Linked DNA regions of Mus musculus: regions 1 and 3 are each linked to region 2. A link is a contact called in public HiChIP or PLAC-seq data. All regions are on one chromosome and are shown on one strand. The core of a region is the stretch at or near the end of the contact, and the rest is flanking DNA. Distances in the headings are between cores, read along the strand shown. Region 1 overlaps Ubap1 (ubiquitin-associated protein 1). Region 2 holds the start of Dcaf12 (DDB1 and CUL4 associated factor 12). Region 3 overlaps Ubap2 (ubiquitin-associated protein 2).

Evidence for each region. HiChIP or PLAC-seq counts read pairs in DNA pulled down with a chosen protein or histone mark.
Region 1: a contact with region 2 is called in an H3K4me3 HiChIP or PLAC-seq map of bone marrow-derived macrophages, with 4 times the contacts expected there. The contact joins the enhancer-like site here to the promoter of Dcaf12 in region 2. A contact is called at or near these places in 11 of 39 promoter capture datasets (the C10 cell line, the HPC-7 cell line, cancer-associated fibroblasts and 8 more), 5 of 15 datasets of contacts at CTCF or cohesin (CD8 T cells, the G1E-ER4 cell line, the NIH/3T3 cell line and 2 more), 106 of 484 Hi-C or Micro-C datasets (3T3-L1-derived adipocytes, the AML12 cell line, the AtT-20 cell line and 68 more), 32 of 115 datasets of contacts at active chromatin or transcription factors (the 230-238 cell line, the HPC-7 cell line, the NIH/3T3 cell line and 24 more) and 7 of 9 other capture datasets (adipose tissue, bone marrow-derived macrophages, embryonic stem cells and 4 more).
Region 3: a BATF HiChIP or PLAC-seq map of CD8 T cells shows a contact between it and region 2, with 6 read pairs. The contact joins the enhancer-like site here to the promoter of Dcaf12 in region 2. A contact is called at or near these places in 1 of 39 promoter capture datasets (second pharyngeal arch cranial neural crest), 1 of 484 Hi-C or Micro-C datasets (nephron progenitors), 3 of 115 datasets of contacts at active chromatin or transcription factors (CD8 T cells and embryonic stem cells) and 4 of 9 other capture datasets (adipose tissue, embryonic stem cells, liver and 1 more).

What each region holds. Positions count from the first base shown.
Region 1 is chr4:41,386,566-41,389,621 of GRCm38.p6, reverse strand. Ubap1 (ubiquitin-associated protein 1) reads right to left here. Exons shown (of 7, transcript NM_023305.3): 5 at 2,265-2,447; 6 at 1,425-1,526; 7 at 1-941. The coding sequence ends at 801. Among named protein-coding and RNA genes, the nearest start is that of Ubap1, 39 kb to the right of the region's middle. Within about 2 kb of position 1,656, at least 72 of the 459 cell types and tissues checked have an H3K27ac peak or open chromatin away from gene starts, as enhancers often do. A contact at or near this core is called in the C2C12 cell line, the G1E-ER4 cell line, adipose tissue and 14 more, where this site is marked.
Region 2 is chr4:41,313,031-41,316,224 of GRCm38.p6, reverse strand. It overlaps Dcaf12 (DDB1 and CUL4 associated factor 12), which reads left to right and starts at 1,324. Exons shown (of 9, transcript NM_026893.3): 1 at 1,324-1,737; 2 at 2,760-3,014. The coding sequence starts at 1,660. Gm46891 (predicted gene, 46891) reads right to left here and starts at 1,883. Exons shown (of 2, transcript NR_168697.1): 1 at 1-1,883.
Region 3 is chr4:41,239,287-41,242,418 of GRCm38.p6, reverse strand. All of the region lies in intron 2 of Ubap2 (ubiquitin-associated protein 2), which reads left to right. Among named protein-coding and RNA genes, the nearest start is that of Gm24837, 29 kb to the right of the region's middle. Within about 2 kb of position 1,263, at least 17 of the 459 cell types and tissues checked have an H3K27ac peak or open chromatin away from gene starts, as enhancers often do. A contact at or near this core is called in CD8 T cells, where this site is marked.

The sequences.
Region 1 (3,056 bases), core at 407-2,906, 73 kb before region 2:
ATGCCTAGGTGTTATTCATTGTGTCATCCTAAAGCAGGGCTGGAGGAGGCTGTTCAAGAACTGGGGGTTAGTGCTGAGTGACAAGTCGTGGCCTGTTTTCTCACCCATGTGCTGGAAAGGGCCAATGATACTCAAAACTGACAGCTTCCTAGCACAGGGGCTCCAATGCCCCGGGCAGCAGAGGATTATGGTCTAAGCCAAAAGAAACAGTCTGGACAGGGGCAAATGGGAACTGCCTGGCAGAAGAGGCAGACTTTGCCCCATGAAGAAAAGTGCATCTTTGTACCGCAGAGACACTCCAGAACCAGTGTAACACTAGGGCTGTCGGGGAAGGCGGGCCCAGGAAGACCCTCTCAGTTGCATTCCACTTGGGTTAGAGCCCAGTCTGACAGTGGTGCAGCAGAGAGGAGAGGAAAGGATCTAGCCCCAAAACAGCAGCAGTCTGCTCCTCCTGTCTTCCCACTCTTCTTGGTAGCCAGGCCAGGTTTTGGCTGAGAACATTAGAGACCCCAGAAAGAACCAAGTATTCCTTCTGAAAGCCCAAAGTGGGAAGGACACTTCTCAAAACACAGGTATGTTTAATATGGAAGGAACCAATAGAGAGCATATATGCCCAAATCTTCCTACTTTCCCCCAGCTCAGGCCTGGGCTCACAGAGACTAACAAGTGTCAACTCCACATCCGACCTTCTAACCCCCAAAGAAAATCTGGAAGCATGTCCCGTCTTCCCCACAAGTGAGCTGTGCAGAGCCTCCTTGGGGAATGGTGGTGCTGTGGCAGGGCCGTAGCAGGGCCAGGTCTCAGCTGGCTCCAGCCCGGGCCATGAGGTCTTCCAGAGCATTGTCCTGGTCATTGTTGTGTAATAGCAAAACTTCCTTAATGTCTTTCAGTTCAAAGCCCATTTCCTTAAATTTGCTCATTAACTGAAGAAACTCCATCATCTATGGGATAAAGGAGAACAAATTTTTTTCAGAAAGAGTTGAGCCACGCAGAGCAGCTGAATGTAGGTGTATACTGCAGGTGAAGATTCTGCCTCCTTCAAGCAGTCCCATGGGTCTTTAAGGTTCCCTCGAAAGTAACAATTCACTTGCTGACCTCTGGACGAGCTCCTGCCCACATGAATATTCCCACCAAGACAAAGTATTTAACCCCTAAAGTATGCTTTCTAGATAGAAGGGAAGGCAAAAAGACTATCAACAGTCACTGTCTTCCAAAAGCCTGGCTTTTAGCGCAACTCTACTTCCCCTTCCTATCACTGGGATTCAACTCCATGTTTTATCTATACTAAATGCAAGACTCCTTGTCTGGACACTGGAGTCTGTCTTTGACTGCTTCTGCCTACAGTGACTAGTAAGAAAAGGCAGTGCAGGGGCCAGGGAGTACAGCAGTCAACTCTGCTCCTGTGAATGCATAAAGGTTCTTACCTTTTCTTCTGAACACTGGTGCATTTCCAGAGCCTCTTCCACTAAAAGAGGGTCAAAACCCTTCTCACAAAGCTGTCCGTGTGCAAAGAGATAGTCGAGAATCTAAGGAAAGAAACAAGGCTTGAGCTCCTCCTGTTACTCCTGAGTCGAGAGCTTTAGACCATCTGTGTGAAGCTGCCTCCCTGTCCCTCCCCAGTTATCAGGCCCAGACTGCCTAGCACAGCATAACCTCAATAATGACTTGGTAAACAAACCGGCACGCCCTTCTAGAAATGAGCAGCCACATCCCAAAGGAGGTACTGTCACAGCTGACTCAACCCAGAAGATCAGCTCAGCCAGAGTAGGATAATAGTCTTCTAGAAAAATACAGTGCATGTCAGAAAATGTCCCCAAGGCAGAGGACTATAGTATGCTATTCACAGCGTCCTGCACAGCCATGACAAAAGTTTCTAGAGGTAAGCCGAGTAGTGGGATATATCTGTAATGCTAGCGGTCAGGACTGAGTCCAATGCCAGCCTCAGCTACCTCAGTTCGGAGCAGCCTGGCCTACACAAGACCCTATCTCAAAAAGAAGTGTAGATCTAACCATATGCTCAGTTTTGTACTCTCTAGAGGTACAAAGGGGTGGATAATGACAACAGATCCAGCCCTCCCACCCCCCAGGCTTTCTCAGACTCTCAAGGACTACTGTTCAACTTCTGGTCCCTGATGATAGCCCAAGGCTCCACATACCCACACGGGAGGAGGCTGGAGTTGCAGGCACTTGAGGACCTCAAGATCACAACTCTAACTTGAGGTCACCATGCTCCCCCACCCACACCTTACAGACCAGCACCTCACCTGCTCAATATTCTCTCCTTTCTTTCTCATGGCTCTCAGGACACAATCATATGAGTAGCCCATGTTGACTACTGTCTCTACACATTGCCGCTCACTCGGAGACAGTGCCTGCAGTTCCAAATAGGCCTGGGGACAGCTAGGCATGTTGGGCACTTGTGACACTGAGAAATTTAGAGGGGTTACCTGACAATAGAAAAACAAGATCACGGTAAGATGAGTTGAGGCCCAGGTTGCTGTCCAGGCATTGTGGGTTGGAAAGAAGAGAGGTACTGAGTACCAGCCAAAAAGAAAAGCTAGGAAACACCAGCAACCCTTGGAGCCCTCACCCGCAGTTCCTGCATGTTCAGACAGCACATGCTATTCCATGCCCTGATCCCTGTAACTTGAAAATCAGTTCTGAGTCTGAACCTACCTACAGAATGAATGTTTGAGGGCTGTGCAGATTTCTCTGTGTCCTTTCATTAGCCCCTAACTCTATTTTGGTTAAGACTCAGTCACTGCAGACATTGCTACTCTGTAACTGACTATCCTAGTCTCACTCTTGCCTCTCACTGGTCATGGCTAGCTCAGGGCCTCAGGATTTTGAGGGCACTTACCTTTGCCTCATACCACATAACTTGGCTTCATTCCCTGCTAAAGCTGCTGTCCTTTGCAGTGAAGATGGAAGGAAGGAGTATTAGCCATACTAGGCTAGACTCCTAGGCAGTCTACTGCATGGCTACAAGCATGCTGCTCCCTGCCACCGGACCTCCCTAGTATCACCTGATTGGTTCACCTCTGATAATGAAGCCT
Region 2 (3,194 bases), core at 75-2,574:
AGGCAATGGCATGAATTACAGCGATGGGTCTATTTGCTGAAGCACAAGGACAGTGTGACTTTGACCTTGCAGACCTAAAAAGGGTGGCATTTTATGAAAGAAAGTGACTTATTAGATGTGGTTGCACACACCTTTAACTCAGCTCTGGGGAGGCAGAGGCATGTGGAGCTCTATAACTTTTGAGGCCAGATTGATTTATATAACATGCTGCGTTCCAGACCAGCCAAGACTATACACTGAAACCCTGTCTCAAAAAAAAAAGGAAAGAAAGAAAAGGAATAAATAAAAGAAGGGGAAAAGTGACTTGAGGTTTAGACAGGAGTCAAAATAGACAGGGAGCTGGAGAGTAAAGAAGTGGAGAATGGAATCTGGGGACTCCGTATGTGTGGGGAGACCTGTGCCAACAGGCATGTGAGGCAGCCTGCGTTAGCTCTGGTACTTTGATGTGGCAAAAATCTGACCATACTGCTGCCTTCCTACCCTGAATCCATCTTGAAGGAGTGTGATGTGGGGTTCTCTGCCTTCCTTAAAGTGTCTAATCTTTTGTGCCCATTGACAGTTTGTGAGAATGTTGGGGGAAAGTGCTAAATGTGAGGCTACTAGTTACAGGATTAAGAAACGTCTTCTGAGGTATAAGGAAGGGTCAGAACCTGGGCCCTAGCAGCCTTAACTCATTCTCAACAGGCCAACTAAAAGACAAAGTGTAAGGGGAAACTTGAAGAAAGGTGTTAACTCGGTCTCATTGGAAAGAACAACGACGGGACATTCTCTTATCCTAGTCCATCTTAGGGGCTGACGTGTGGTTTGTTTAGGCTTAAAGGCAACAGCTATGCTTAAGTAAGCAGTCGTCGGCAAGGTGTGGTCGCATCCATCATCTGTTCGCCCAGTTTCTCTGGGAAGGTAGTCTGACAAGTTTTCCCAACTGTGATCTATCTTTCCTGGAGTCAAGTTCCTCTATTGGCTGGCATCTGTGCCCTTGTCCTTTCCTTCTCCCAGGAAAACTGCAATTTCTTAGAGTCCAGTGTTTTAATAGTCTGATTGCAATCTGGCAATCAGGGTGTCTAGAATATCTTTAATCCTACCATGATGGTTACAGGTTCAAGATTGGTCCCGCAGCCAGGCAGCTCATGCTTACTTCCGCATGCCAGAGGATGAGCTGGCTGAGGTCGGAAATGTCCCGACAGAAGGCTGGATTCCTTTGGCCACAGCTTAACCGCCATTGGCAAGAGGCAAGCGGAAGTTCTCCGAGGACATCAATTCTCCTTGCTGCGCTTAAGTCCCGCCCTGCTGGTCTGGGCGGTGTCTCCGTGGCGACGTGCTGCTATGTGCGGCTGCGCAGGAGTGACGGGGCGCGGGCGAGTGGGAGGGGGGTGTTTTGGTTCTCGCCGCTCGCCGTCCTTTCCAGACACGGCGGTAGGAAAGCTGCTTGTTCCTGCTTTTCCTTCCCCTTCCCTTCCCCTTCCCCTTTCCCAACCCGGATTTTCCCTTCTTCCATTTACGCGCCTCATTTTGATCGACTGCTGCCCGGGATCCGAGCCATTTTCCGGGCCGGGCGCTCGAAAGCGCGCGGCCCCAGGGCCCGGTTCATGACCCGTCGCCCTGCCGCCCCTTGCCTTCTCCGCCTCATGTGGCTGCGGGGCCACGGCGGCGCTGCCCACTATGGCCCGGAAAGCAGTTAGCAGGAAGCGGAAAGCGTCTGCCTCGCCAGGAGCCGGGAGCGACGCTCAGGGCCCGCAGGTGAGGGCTCACAGGTCTGGGTCATCACCTAGCAGGGGCTTAGGGCGTTCCAGCTGGGTTCAGGAACCTGGGGCCAGGGCGGGACGAGAACCGGAGCCGGGACTGTAGAGCAGTGACCGGTCCTTCTGCAGTGTACTGGCGAGCAGGCGGGCCGGAAGGGTGAGGAGCCAAAAGAAAACTACAAAATGACGCCTTCCGCTGGAAGTCAGCAGCTAGGGATAGAGAGCTTCAGGACCTCCTCGTTCCTGGAGGGAGGAGAAAATGAAGACAAGGGGAATCGGAAGTAAGACCGACCTTCCGAAGTTACTGGGAAGGAGATTGAAGTGGACCTTCCAGTGGCACTAGGAATAAGGGCCGATGGTCTCTTATCAAGGAAACCATCTCCTAAACTGGGTGCAGGCCCCTTTGGCTCTTTAGACATCTAGAAGAAACACCAGGTGTCATCTCTATATTGCCCCCTTTGGAGAGGAAGGCCTCTTGGACTTGGGATTCCGACGCAGGTTACCCCGTTGGTATTTGATTTTTCGAATTCTAAAACTGCCCGCAGCGCAAGTCGCGCGGAGTCAGATGAGCGGCCATTGACTGTACATCCCTGGAAGATCCGAGACCCCAGTCTGGCTCTTTGAGCTATACTCTTTATGCTCTACGGGGTGCACAGGCGGAGAGGGAGAAGGGGGCTGGGTAGAAGTGCAGCCCAGGTGGGTTCTGTAATATGGACTTCATTTCGTAACTATCAAGGACACCTGGGTATATGTTATTTCTGAGCCCTCCACTTTCCTCAAAGGTTTAGTTAACTTTTTTTTGCCCTGTTTATCCATTTTCTAAGTAGTCTTCATTATGAGAGCCTTATTTCAGTGCTAGCCGAGTTAAACTGTACTTTCTGGATTACAAATCTTCTGTTAAATGTTTGATTGTGTAAATCCCGAAGGACGAATTCGTGTTGGTTCTTTTATAAAACGGTCAGACTTCTTGTCTGAAGGAAAAGTGGCCAAACCCCTGATTTCTGATGTTGGCTTTCACAGTTTGGCTGGGATCATTCGCTGCACAAAAGGAAAAGACTCCCCCCAGTGAAGAGATCCCTAGTGTACTACCTGAAGAACCGCGAAGTCAGGCTCCAGAATGAGACCAGCTACTCTCGCCTGTTACATGGTTATGCAGCACAACAGCTTCCCAGTCTCCTCAAGGAGAGAGAATTTCACCTCGGGACCCTTAATAAAGTGTTTGCTTCTCAGTGGTTGAATCATAGGCAAGTGGTGTGTGGCACGAAATGCAACACAGTAAGTATCAGGAGTGCTCTTTGTCTTCCTTTTGTTGCTGCTGCGGTTTGGTTTGGTTGAGACCAGGGTTTTTCTGTGAAGACCTGGCTGTCCTGGAACTCACTCCATAGACCAGGCTGGCCTCGAACTATCTATCTGCCTGTCTCTGCCTCCCAGAGCTCAGCGGTGTGGGCTGTGCTT
Region 3 (3,132 bases), core at 14-2,513, 74 kb after region 2:
GCCACCACTGCCCCACCCTCTTCTCTTTTGACAGGATCTCTCTAGCTCTGCCTGTCCAGGAACTCACGCCTTAGATAAGACTAGGCTCAAACTCAGATCCACCTGCACCTGTGGAGTTAAAGGCTTGTATCATCAGCTTATTTTGATCTTAGGGAAAATGTTTTAGTGTCTTTCATCATTATGTATTACAATTGTCAATTTCTGTAGTTCCTTTTATCAGGATAAGGGTTTTCTCCTCCATGCTGAAATTGTTGAATAGTCTTTATAATAAAAAAAGGTTGGATTTTATAGACCAGGCTGTGGTGGTATATCCCAGCACTTAGGAGGCAGAGGCAGGCAGATCTCTGAGTTCAAGGACAGACTGGTCTACAGAGTGTGTTCCAGGGCAGCCACGACTATCTAGAGAGACCTTTTCTTTCTTTAAAAAAAAAGTTGAATTTGTCAAGTACATTCTGTGACTATGAGGATGCTTATAGGGTTTTGTTGCTGTTTTTATTGATAAAGTATCCTTTTTTTATGTGTTTTTTTTGTATTACTACAATCTGGTTTGCATAGAGTTGAAAAGTGTCCCATGTTGGTTTTGAGAGTTTGTGAAGAATTTGTTGTTGAAATAACTTCTCCCTCCCTCCCTCCCTCCCTCCCTCCCTCTGTCCGTCCGTAAGTCCGTCCGTAAGTCCGTCTGTCCATCCGTCCGTTCGTCTGTCCATCCATCCATCCATCCATCCATCCATCCATCCATCCATCTATCTATCTATCTATCTATCTATCTATCTATCTATCTATCTATCTATCTATCTGGCCCAGCGTGGTGGCGCATGCCTTTGATCCCAGCATTTGGGAGGCAGAGGCAGGCAGATTTCTGAGTTTGAGGCCAGCCTGATCTACAAAGTGAGCTCCATGACAGCCAGGGCTACACAGAGAAACCCTGTCTTGAAAAACCAAAAAAAAAAAAAAAAAAAAGAAAAAACAAACCCCCAAAACCAAAAAAATCTATCTAGATGGGGTCTTAAATCAGGCTGTAAGTGTAATTAGGGTTAAATCAGGCTTGCCTGGGACACACTGTGGCCCAGGTTGCCCTTAAACACATGAGATCCTCCTGCCTTAGCCTCATGAGTGCTACAGATCTAAACCACCAAGCTCCACTTTTCTGGGAAGTTTTGATGACTAGTTTAGTTACTTAATCTATTACGAGTCTCCCTTTATAGTAGTTGATGACCCCATTCCTCTTCTATTCATCTTTGTGGCTTTTTTTATGATTAAAGTGTGAACAGTTACAAGCTACAGTGTGGTTTGTAGGTCAAAGGACAACGTTTGGGTGTCTATTCCCTTGCTGAGGTAGGGTTTCTTTTGTTCCTGCTGTCAGCATATTGCAGGCTGGCTGGTCTTTGATCTTCTGGAACAATTCTCTAGTCACATCTTTTGGTAGACATGCTGAGGTTATAGATACATGCTCCTGCATCCTGACAACTTACATATATCTCTAAGGTGTCAGGTGTCACGGTTGTATGGTTAGAGCTTTTACTAGCCGAGCCCCCTCCTTGGCCCTAGTTTGTGTCTTTTTCAGTATTGTATTTTATCTAGGCTAATTTGGTGACACATACTTACTTGTTCTAGGTTTCCTTTCATAAACCCCGAATTTTCATTTTTGTCGTTTGTTTGAGGCAAGGTCTTACTTTGTGCTAGGATGTCTCTGAACTCACTTTCTCCCTCCCTCCCCTTCAGTAACGGGATGTTAGGGATGTATTAAGCTTTGCAGTCTCTCCAGTAACTGTGCCCCTTCTCTCTTACTCCTAATATTACTACTCTTGAATCTTGTGTCTTTGTAGCTGGGTATTTATTGACATCTCCTCAACTATGAGTCAACTCTTGAACAGGTAGCAAAGAAGCTAGCTCAAAAGAAGAGTGACCACCTACCTTGCTAAAGCCCTGGGTTCTGTCTCGAGGACCACCAAAAACCAAAGCAAAGTGACCCCCCCCCCCCGAAACTTAAAGACTCACGTTTTCCCCGTTTTCTTTTCTTTTTCCTCCTCCTCTTTTTGAGATGGGGGTTTCTCTGTATAGCTATGGCTGTCCTGGAAGTCTCTCAGTCGACCAGGCTCCCTTCACCCCCTTCCCCCCCTTTTAATATAGCATTTTAATCTTTAACACAGGTGATTTGGAACTCAGTACATAACCTGGGATGGATTTGAATTTGATCAGATCCATCTTCTCTGTCTCAGCAGTGCTGGGATTGAGTGTAAGTGACCACACCCAGCTGGGAGTTATGTTCTAATTTGTTGACATCCCTCTTTCTAATCTTCATTTATTTTAGTTCCTCTGTCTTCTGTTCCTTCTTTTCTATTTGCTTAGATGTATTAGTTTGCTGTTCTCTCTTTAATTTCTTAAGGTATAAACATAAATATTTTTTTCTTCTTTCTGGTTTTGTTTAGTTTGAGACAGGGCCTTTGTAGCTTGATTGGCTTCTGCCTCATGATCCTCCCTCCCTGACTCTTGAGTGATGAGCACTGCTGTGATGGCAGATACATGTTATTTTTAAAAGTAAAGTGTGTGTGTGTGTCTGTGTGTGTGTGTCTGTGTCTATCAGTGCATGAAGGCACAAAATGTAAGCTCAGGCACACACACACACACACACACACACACACACACACACACACACACACATGAAGACAAGCATGTCATGGTTGCATATGCTGCTTGGAGGGCAATTTTGTAGAGTTGTCCCCTCTTTTCACCTTTATATGTGTTCTGAGGATTGAACTACATCACCAGGCTCATTTAACCTGCTGAGCCATATTATGCCAGCCCATACGCCTTGGTAGAGACAGGGTCTCACTGTGTAGCCCTGACTAGTGTGGAACTCACTTTGTAGATCAAGCTGTTCTTATAAAGATCTGCCTACCTCTGCCTTCTAAGTCAGTGGTAGGATTATAAACTTTTGTTATGCTCATCTTTTTATGTTGGTTCTAAAATGTATCTCTATTTTATATGTATAGATGTTTTGCCTGCATTAATGTGTGTGCACCATGTGTGCCTATTACCTGCAGAGACCAGAAAAGGGTTTTGGGTCTTTTGAAACTGGAGTTATTTATAGGTGGTTGTTAGTTGTTATGTGGGTGTCGGGAACCGATCCCG